2 separate regions of the Bombyx mori genome follow, and region 2 is linked to region 1. A link is a contact called in public Hi-C data. All regions are on one chromosome and are shown on one strand. Each heading gives the region's core, a stretch centred on a gene start, on an enhancer-like site or on the middle of the called end of the contact. The rest is flanking DNA. Distances are from core to core; before and after follow the strand shown.

The links. A called contact is a pair of places that touch in the nucleus more often than the background predicts.
Region 2: a contact with region 1 is called in a Hi-C map of posterior silk gland, with 3 times the contacts expected there. The contact joins two enhancer-like sites. A contact is called at or near these places in 3 of 7 Hi-C or Micro-C datasets (midgut, posterior silk gland and whole pupa).

Annotation. Positions count from the first base shown.
Region 1 is chr10:7,767,086-7,772,509 of ASM3026992v2, forward strand. No RefSeq gene overlaps it. Among protein-coding and RNA genes, the nearest start is that of LOC101737447, 12 kb to the left of the region's middle. Within about 2 kb of position 1,371, at least 2 of the 8 cell types and tissues checked have open chromatin away from gene starts, as enhancers often do.
Region 2 is chr10:7,844,192-7,849,342 of ASM3026992v2, forward strand. E75 (nuclear hormone receptor E75) reads right to left here. Exons shown (of 5, transcript NM_001043577.1): 3 at 4,749-4,893; 4 at 1,176-1,411; 5 at 1-1,070. Among protein-coding and RNA genes, the nearest start is that of LOC134199506, 8.1 kb to the left of the region's middle. Within about 2 kb of position 1,645, at least 1 of the 8 cell types and tissues checked has open chromatin away from gene starts, as enhancers often do.

The DNA.
Region 1 (5,424 bases), core at 121-2,620:
AAGGCTACATAATAGACAAAAAATATTAATCTATTCTCAATTTGACCACAGACTTGGAACAATAACTAAAGTTTGACAATGAACGAAGAGTACATGGTACGTGGTAGTATGTGTCATGTTTCTTTTATTGATTTAATGTATTATTTAGGCATAATTTAAAAAAATATTAACATTCTGCACTCCTTCTCTATAGCTCTCTAAGTGTGAGAAATTTCATGCTCCTCCGTCCACGCTATTTTCGTAAAAAGGATACAAAGTTTATCCTTCACGTATTAATATATGGATATATAAATCTACAGTGGTTTTTACGGATGTTCCGTTATAACTACTGAACCATGCATCCGATTGACTTAAAACTTGGTATCCATGTAGAAAATACATGTACTTAATGGATAGGCTAATATTTATGAGTGTTGGACTCCCTAATAATAATGACAATAAATAATAATGGTTAATTTAAATGCCCAGCGAAGCGGACGAGTACGGCTAGTTCGCATTTATATGCCTAATTATATTTCAATATATTTCGAATATACTAATATTATTATTAGTATATTCGAAAGTAGTTGTGGCCTAAAGGATAAGACGTCCGGTGCATTTGTGTTGAGCGATGCACCGGTGTTCGAATCTCAAACGGGTAATAATTTTTCTAAGAAATATGTACTTAACAAATGTTCACGATTGACTTCCACAGTAAAGGAATAGCATTGCGTAATAAAAATTAAACCCGCAAAATTATAATTTGTGTAATTACTGGTGGTAGGTCCTCTTGTGAGTCCGCACGGGTAGGTACCACCACCCTGCCTGTTTCTGCCGTCAAGCAGTAATGCGTTTCGGTTTGAAGGGTAGGGCAGCCGTTGTAACTATACTGAGACCTTAGAACTCATATCTCAAGGTAGGTGGCGGCATTTACCTTGTAGATATCTATGGGCTCCGGTAACCACTTAACACCAGGTGGGCTGTGAGCTCGTCCACCCATCTAAGCAATAAAAAGAAAATCTCTATTATGAAAACTTACCGTATTATGTATTATTATACATTCTTAAAGAATACAGTTCGCTAATATGTTCAAAGATTTATCTACCTAAGCTCTAAGAGCTTGTTTTTATTATTGCAATAACCCTTAGCACTTGTTTAAATTTCGCGATTTCTGGAATCAAGACTTCGATCACGTGTCGCAACAGAGGTTATAATGAGCTTCGGTAGACACTTGTGCCCTGCCATCAGTAGAATCAATTCTAAGGGTGCGAAAAATTGGTACTTAATTAATAGGTGATTTTAATAGTATCCGGTTGAGGGTTTAAAACGACATGCACAGGTTCAGGTAAGTAATATAGGTGTAGGGTGCGGAGGCGTGTGGGGAATGGGCGGTTGCTTTGACCTCGCTCTTACAAGGTCATTGGTTCCATTCCACTCTGGCACGCCATACAACCCTCCCTGTTCAGTAATCTTCCATAATGGATTTTCGTTTCCAATCTATTGTTACGTTTATAGTCAACTTTGCGTCAAGATGTTGAACTGAATAGTATATCTTGACAGAAAAATTTCGATTAGGTATATACCTACTTACTTTTCTTTGCTAAGTAACCTACAAGATCAGACGTTCTTATGTGATTTTAGTACTTGCACGATTTCCTCATGTTCAGAGTCTACAGTCGTAGGATTATCACTTTAATTTCAATTTTATTCGTTTAATTTTAGCGTCGATACTCAATCCAATACTTAGTATTATCAAGGAGTTTTGGTAGTAAACCTTGGTATTGATGCAAAGGCCGCCGACCGTAAAATTGTAAGCAAAATTAAATTGGACTGGAGACATGCGCTGTCTTCACCTAATGCGATCAACGGCGAGAAGAAAGAAATAGTATTGCGGAGGACCTAAAGTGATGTTGCAAGTTGACTAAATTTAAATACCTTTAATTAATTGATACGCCTGGCACGAAGTCAGGATAATGTTATTCTTTGGTTATTTTATGCCGTCATTTCGCTTGGCGTTTGGACAAATATTTGTTTTAAATATAATCAATTAAGCTTATTATCATTGGGTTGATTTTGCGAAGAAAGATAACAGATGTTTGTAAAATTACATCAAAGGAAAGAAGATGAGCTTACTGTAATAGCCAGAATAGGCGATGTTCTGGTGAACAATCCGAAGCGCTGTTATCATAATAAGAATTCTCGGATGTTATTCCGTCCTATGCTCTTTGTGGATGCTACTTTGATTCTTTGGACACGAGACCTAACGGCAACGAGACTCCTGAACGCCTGTGGGAGTTATATACATATGTGCTAATGTTCTGTGTATCTTGTACGAAATGCAGGATAATCTATAATACATCATAACAATATTAATTTGATTTATATATTGATTTTTGTATAGCAAATTCTTTTCAGTTTGTTCGTATTTCATGAATCAGTAATCTAAAGCTATAGAGATATAGAGCTATATAGAGATAACGGACATCACAGAAATCTTGTGTAAGTGACAGTTATTCGCCCCCGCACTATAAAATTGTATAGTTTAATGTGAGCCGTACGGGTGAGCGACCACGTTCATGGCCAACGTCTTTGAAACAGCCAGCAAACGGAGACAAACAAAGCGAACGCTGACAGTTACTGTTAGCTGCAGGTGAACCGCGATTAACCTCTCGATGAGTGGTCGTTAGCCGAAATGGACTCATAATAGGCCCGTCGAAGGTGAACACTTTTCAGTTGCGAGCATTATTCAGACGTTTTACGTTCTCGATACGACAATAAAAGCCGTGATGAAGTGCAAACGAGGACCTATACCTTTATCTTAATATACATAAATTACGTGTCACGCTGTTTGTCTGCGATGGACACCTAAACTATTGAACCGATTTTAACTTTTTTTTTAAATATGTGTGCTTGTTCCAACTTGAGCCATAGGATGGTTATATTTCGATAACGGTCTCAATATTTATTAATCTATACTATTAATATTATAAAGCTGAAGAGTTTGTTTGTTTAAGCGCGCTAATCTCAGGAACTACTGATCCGATTTGAACAATTCTTTCAGTGTTAGATAGTTCAGTTATCGAGGAGGGTATATAACATCACGCTAAGACCAATGCAAGCGGAGCACCAATAAAGAATGTATCAAAATCGGAGTTTTTCCCTTTTGAGAGCTTCCGCTGCGTGCGCTGCAGAAACGGTTACAGTTTCGCTATAATAATGTTTGACAGAATTGTTCCCCTTTAAAAGATCTTAAAAAAAGTCCGCGACAGCATAAAATATGTCTATATGTTAAGGTTGGCTCACTATAACGTTTTTATGGTAACCAAATTTGTTCTAAAATAAAGCATTATTTGTGAACTTATTCCACGCGGACGAAGTCGCGGGCAAAAGCTAGTTAACAATAAAATGATTTCTTAAGTTGATTATTGTTATTCATTCTAAGTTTCATAAGTCTAAAACAGATGGCGCCTTAAACCAGTTTTTATAAATAATTGTAATACTGTCTGACATTAATATCTCATAGATGGCGCTGTATTAAAAATACAAAAGTTTCACATAAGCTACAATTTAATGACATAAACACCACGTGTTGCTGAGGCTAAAGTATAAGTGAAAATTATTTCGTAGTAAACGCAATACAGTGAAATCCAATTTTTCTTACTGTGTTAATTTTTGGTATTAGCATAGCCGGCCACGTGTTATTTATAAACAAAAATCTTAGCCACAGCAACGTGTGGCCGGGTCTGCTAGGTGTAATATAAATTTGTCTTCACATATAATTGGTTCGTCTTGAATGCGTGACACAGTGACACAAAGCGAAGTCTGAAAGATATTTATTTTCTTGCAAAAGAACTTGGCCGTGTTCGTTTATGAGATAAAAACATCCAATTTATAAGGTTAATCAGGATTCGGCAGAAATCAAAACGGTCTTCATATAAATAATATATAGGTGCTGTAACATATGAAGGTATGTATGTGTTACATGACCACTTTTTGTTAAATAAATAGAACTGATACCTTACATGTAATGTGATTATATATTATATAATAATGGTAATTTATTCTCTGAATTCTACTTGAAGTGATAAATAAATAAATCAATAAATCAATCATCCTTTTTACTTTTTTATTGTTTGTTTGTTCGTATGTTAAAATTCCTATATGTTACTTTTTTAGCACAAGATAAAACAGAGTAAGCGGTATCTGAAACTTTACGACCTCAAACTGCGATTTTAGAGCCCATCTACCAAATTCGACACAACCTTTATGACACAACATATATTATATACTATCTGAAGTTGTCGTGGCCTAAAGGATAAGACGTCCGGTGCATTCGTATCATGCGATGCACCGATGTTAGAATCCCGCAGGCGGGTACCAATTTTTCTAATGAAATACGTACTTAATAAATGTTCACGATTGACTTCCATGGTGAAGGAATAACATCGTGTAATAAAAATCAAACCCGCAAAATTATAATTTGCGTAATTACTGGCGGTAGGACCTCTTGTGAGTCCGAACGGGTAGGTAGGTACCATCGCCTTGCCTATTTCTGCCGTGAAGCAGTAATGCGTTTCGGTCTGAAGGGTGGCGCAGCCGTTGTAACTATACTGAGGACCTTAGAACTTATATCTCAAGGTGGGTGGCATATTTACGTTGTAGATGTCTATGGGCTCCAGTAACCACTTAACATCAGGTGGGCTGTGAGCTCGTCCACCCATCAAAGCAATAAAAAAAACATTAAATAGAAACGAATTGACACATAATTAGTAGAATATTTACAGTCATTAAAACTATGGCAACGTGTACATTTATCATATTTACCCTTTGCAACATTTTAGTATCCTAAAATAGTACAGTGTCATCTCATATATGCAGTCGCACGTGGTTAGAAGGTTCTCGAGCTATTTAAGTGCGTGTTTACTGTGCTACGAGTTCGAAGACCGACCGTGGCACGGCGGCACGGCGTTCACGCCCTGAACGCTACGTTATCTGACCGATTACTTATTGCAACTTGGATACTCAATGAAAACACATTTCAAGCTCGCACTAAGCGGGTTTTCACACGAAATTTCATTAGATTTCTTAAATTATCTTTATTAATGATTTATATTTATCAATTGAATTTTTTCCACACTACAATATGCGTGAAAAAAATGTGTGCGATGAGAGAGAGGGAGACGAATGTTTTGGTTTTTGTGTTTGCGTAAAACAGTCGTATCGATCGACGAAGAAAATTAGAATGTTTGTGACACCTTTAAATTAAAAAAAATATTATAATTAAATAAGCTAAGTTTTATTAATACACAAAATATTATTTTAATAACCTAAAAGTACATGTTATTATACGCAACACGCTTCGTCAGTGTAAATGTTTAAATTGTATAACTGTTTAGTACTATAATATAATAGGAGATAATATTAAGGAGATACTACTTCTAGCCT
Region 2 (5,151 bases), core at 395-2,894, 77 kb after region 1:
GTTTCATCCATCAATGTAGAAGTTCCGCCGTACAAAGGTGGAGCCTGAAGCACACGTTTGAGCACGGGCATGTCATCGGCGGGCGCGGTGGGCCGTCTGTCCTCGGTGTGCTCTTCTAAGGACGACCGCGGACTAGAACAACCCGACCCGGGTCCGATTATCCTCTCGTGTTTCTCGTTGCCAGATTCAATACCCGAATCAGTCGGGGAATCCAACTTCCGATACCGGGGAGGAGGGCGGACGGGCGTCACGGTGAGTCCGTTGTGAGCCAGATGTGCGACGCCGAGAGCTTCTTCATCGACAGAGCCCCGAGAGTCAAGTCGCCGGCGACCGGCCAACGTTGCTGCCAGTAAAGGAGTGCCACAGTCACTCGGCACCTCCCCGGACTCGCTGCTGGATACAGACCCGATGGGGCTACGAGCTGATTCCTCCACTACGGAATCGGCCCAGGAAACACCTTCTTCTTCATTCCACATTTGTTGACGCAATAACTCCTTATGTTCCGTTCGGAAAACAACAAGTTTTTCTGTGTGAAGCGTGCTTAAAGTGCGTAAATCAGGTAATGTATCCATTAATTCTCTTAAAAACCCAGGTCTCTCTGGCCTGTTCTGTGCAATGACAGTTTGCAAGCACGCCTTCAGTCGCGAGTGCATTCTTTCCACTAGCTCTATGTTTCGCAGGCCAGGCCGATCCGGAGTGATGAGGACTATAGCACAGAAAAGTCCTATTTCCGCGTCCGTCAAATTCATGGAATTCATACGTTCCGCAAACTTGAAAGTAGAATCAACGAGAAACCTTGCATTGGCACCGCTCTGGATGGAGTCTCTCTTCATCAGTTGCCCATTGAGACAGATGATACTATTAAGAGGAGCGTCAAACATACAGATGAGTCGCACGAACAATGCATCGAACAGACCACTTTTGAGCAGCGTGAATTTGTCATCTTGGGTCAGCAGCTGGAAGCCAGGGATGAGGCCGGCAAAGTCAATCACGCCACGTATCACATGGGCGAAACGTTGCGAAAATTCCTTTTCAGATTGCAGCTCTGGCGCCGGGTTTAGTGGGCAAGCCTAAAACAAATAGAAACGCTTTGTTATTTTTTGTTCGTGCTTTTATTATTTGACAAAATATACAATTCGTATTCTTTTTGTGGATGCGTTATTCTTGATACTTACCAGAGTAGGCTGCGAGTAGGTGGGACAGTCGCGAGCTCTGGCTCGCATGGAAGCGACGCGATCACGCGTGAACTCGCACGTGTCGAGATGAGCGCGCACCACTCGCGCCAGCAACCGAGGAGCGTCATCAAGTTCAGCGGCAGCTGCTTGCTCGTGTGCACGAGACGACGACGACTGTTGCATCGCTGCGAGGATACGCGCTTTCTCGCGTTTGGGTACACGACCGAATCGCACAGCTGCAACAATAGATAGTGTCACTTTAGCATAAATCTCACAATATCCTTATACTACAAAGAAGAGGACGTTTTAAAAATCAATTGATCGGTGCGTTGATCGCGGCCGAGACTAATAAAGGGGATGTTGCGCAAGGTCGCGACTAAACATACATCGGGCTGCAGCTGTCGTTTAGCATGCGTGCATACAGGCACAAAGCGAGCCATGTGCACGCGCAGCTGACGCCGCGAGAACAGAGGTCATCGGCCGTCGTGTCAGCAGGGAGCTACCCCTGTCTGATGCCTTTATACAACGGAGCGAGGTTTACTGAACGCGTCGCGATTCGGTGAACTAGTTCGAATGACGAATGACAATGCCCGAGGTCATACTGAAAAGTGTGACGACTTTCTCGTATTAGGTGCAGCACGGATCGAAAAGTAACATGCGCCCGTAACAGGCCCGCCGCTTGCGCTGTTCGTGCCCGAGGCTCGGTGAAAGTGTTTATGCGCACAGCTCACGGTTGAAAACGAAAGCAGAGAGCGAGCGCCCTCTCGCCATTTCTCTTAACTTTCGCTGCTCAATGTGGGCCGCACCAGATGCGAGATCCCATTGTTTCTCGTCGATCATTGTACTTCCCCTTTTATTCGCAACTTTACAATACACAATTGCATTTGTAGACTAAAACAATAGACCTGGTTCTCAAAAGTTTTTTTAAATTATACCAATAGGCTAATGTAATCCATTTAGGCTTTTTTCTCTCGCTGATTACCTCTCTTCCAAATTCGAGTTTAAAAAATACTTATTATTATAATAATACTATTTATTAAGTACCAATTTGTATATTATTAATATCGATATCAGTATATGTATAAAGCATTAATAAATTTATTTCTTCGTTGCTAACTTTTATTGATATTGTTCTTCCTATTTTTCATATTCGGTAATGGCGGAATTGGCTATGTCATATTATTACTTACTACATTTCAAATAAATATTTTTTTTTTAGAAAATCATTTATTAGTAAGCAATGATTTAATCCGATCAAATAAATTTGATTCTCAATAACACTCAAAGCTATTCATAAATTCGTAGACGAGTTAAATCTAGATCGTATCTTTCGTATAGTTTGTTCTAGTTCTTGTAGCAACTAGACGTTTCGATGAAAATTATTTATGACTTTTAAATGTAATAAAATAAATTTAAATGTTTTATTTGTAATTCACGTTGTAATTTGTTTTTAGCATTACTAAATAAAATAGATACATACGTGCATTGTGATATTTCACAACACCATTGAGGATCCCTTTGAGAATTGGTAAATCTTCACCCATGTTTGGTATAATTATGATTACTAATAAAAATTAAGTTCACAGCCAATGGCCACTAATAATGGTAACTGTAATTCTGACTATATTAATTGAAGCACTAGGCAAAATGTCACATGTCACTTAAGATATTGTTTTAAATCACACTAACACTGTAATCCGTGAATAATAGAGTTGCAATCCAATGTGAGCGAATGTCTGAGCACCGCGGTGTAGTTAGCGGCGAACACCAGAGCGATCACTGTGAGAGAGTCTCGCGTTCTCGACTCGAACTGGTGAACGACTTAATAACATAGCGCTAGCAATGAGGGCTGACGACCGGTGCGCGGTCCGGACTCCCTCGCACTGCGCCGCGGCGCGCGCCTCGCCAACCTTGAACTTGACGCGGGGACCGAGAGCGGGGGGAACCGTCAATAAACTCCACGCAGGCCCCTGCCCCCACCAAGCACGCGCGCCGCCTACCAGATCTCTCAACCTTGCCGATATATGACGTGACACGTCAATTTTATTAGTCGCTTTTCAGGTTGAGCCATCTGGTTTCCTAATTAAAGTTTACATTTATCTCGAATTGTTCATTTCCTAGTTCCCGGAGCTCAAGGATTTTGCACGTTCGCATAATAAAATTTTATTGTACGTTACATTTTTATTTTTATTTAGTTTTCATTATCATTTAACCGCAGAAGGAAATAAAGATGCTAAGTTAATTCGTAGCAGGGCTACGAAACCGCTACGAGGTCTGAACTTATTATACATAAGTATGTACAATGTTTACGGTGGAACAATCAATTCAAATCATAGGTGAAAACTAATTCATGATCACACATTTTCATTGTTTTTTTTTTAACCCCTTTCCAAGACCTCTTACTGCGATAAGTAATTTCCCACGTCTATAGAACAGTTAGAGTTAAGCAGTTCCAAAGGACTAGCCAAGTTTTGAAACACTGCACAGCGCCATCTGTTGTCGGGTAGCGGTACTAGCAAGCTAAGATTTGCACCTCATCGTGAATGACGTGAGATATAAATTACTTTATGAAGAAAATTTAAAATATTCTATGCTGCATTTTTTGTTTTAAATCATTACAAAAAAAACTGCTGGTTCTGCTGATTTTTTTTCGTTTTTAATCGCAAAAATATTTTTACTGTTACTAAAACATAATATCCTGAAGAACTCTACTAAAAATCATTAAAAATAAAAATGTAGAGAATTGTTGCTCTGCTACACCATTAACGGTTAACATGTCTCATGACATTGCCCATAATTTTGCAAATTATTGAAGACTTACATTTTATTACTGTATCTCTGATTTCCGATTTTTGCATCGCGCTTTAAATTAAGTACGCGACAGTTGTGCGATATCAACCTGATATTTTATCAAGATGACATCTTGATTGTAACGACAAGAAAGTTGCTTGGGGTCAATCAACTGCATTACGAAAGTGAAAACATAAATTTCACTCTCGAGCTTACGAAATGCGCCTTTCTCTGCTTTCACCGCGTGCGGTGGCGAGGCTGGCGTGTGTCGCAACGCGCGGACGTCGACCTGCTTAGAGCGCGCTCACCCGGCTTGCATAACCGACCTCCCACACAGCACGCCCTCCCCGCGGGCCCTCTGCACTCGCCACAAGAAATAGGATCTGCTCACACGCGCGTACCGTGGCCCACTTGGCGGGCTGGCTCGCCGTGCAAACGACCTTCCCTCGCTAATTGTGTATGGATATGCAGCAATCTAATGTGTATGCGCGCAACGCTTACTAAACCCTAGACGACTTTTAAAAATATGTCTTAAATATAATTTTTTTGTAATCCTTATAATGAAATATTATTTGTTTATATAAGGTTCTTGTAAATACACAGTCATATTGGTTTGAATTGAAACTGATAAATTGATAAAATACGAAAGTTTTAAAAGGGTTATCAGAGACATTGGTGTCATATATTTCGTTATAAAAATATTTCATTATAAAATTACAATTTTAAAACTATAATTTTTTTATCAATCTGATATGAACAGGAAAAAATGTATGTGTAACTCACCATCTCTGCTCATTCCGACGGCGATGCATTTTTTCAGTCGGCAATACTGGCACCGATTCCTGTTAATCCTGAGGATACTACACTGCTGGTTCTTCGTGCAGGGCCGGTATTGTATCTTCTGTTGTATAGATCGCCGGAAGAAGCCCTGCGGGTCACAGCTACATTTAGTAGAGTCTCTTTCGACGTCGGAGCTGTCGTCGCTCGAGCAGCCCGAGTCACTGGACTCGCGGCGAGCCTCCAGCATGCTCACTAGCACCGAGTGCCGCTCGCGCAACTCAGCGCCACACGACATGGTTCGCACCATTCACTACACTCGTCACTGACACCACCACTCTCCTCGCTACTGATCACGTCTTTGAGAGCTGTCCCACGCACTATACCGACACGAGTGACGGCTGAGAGC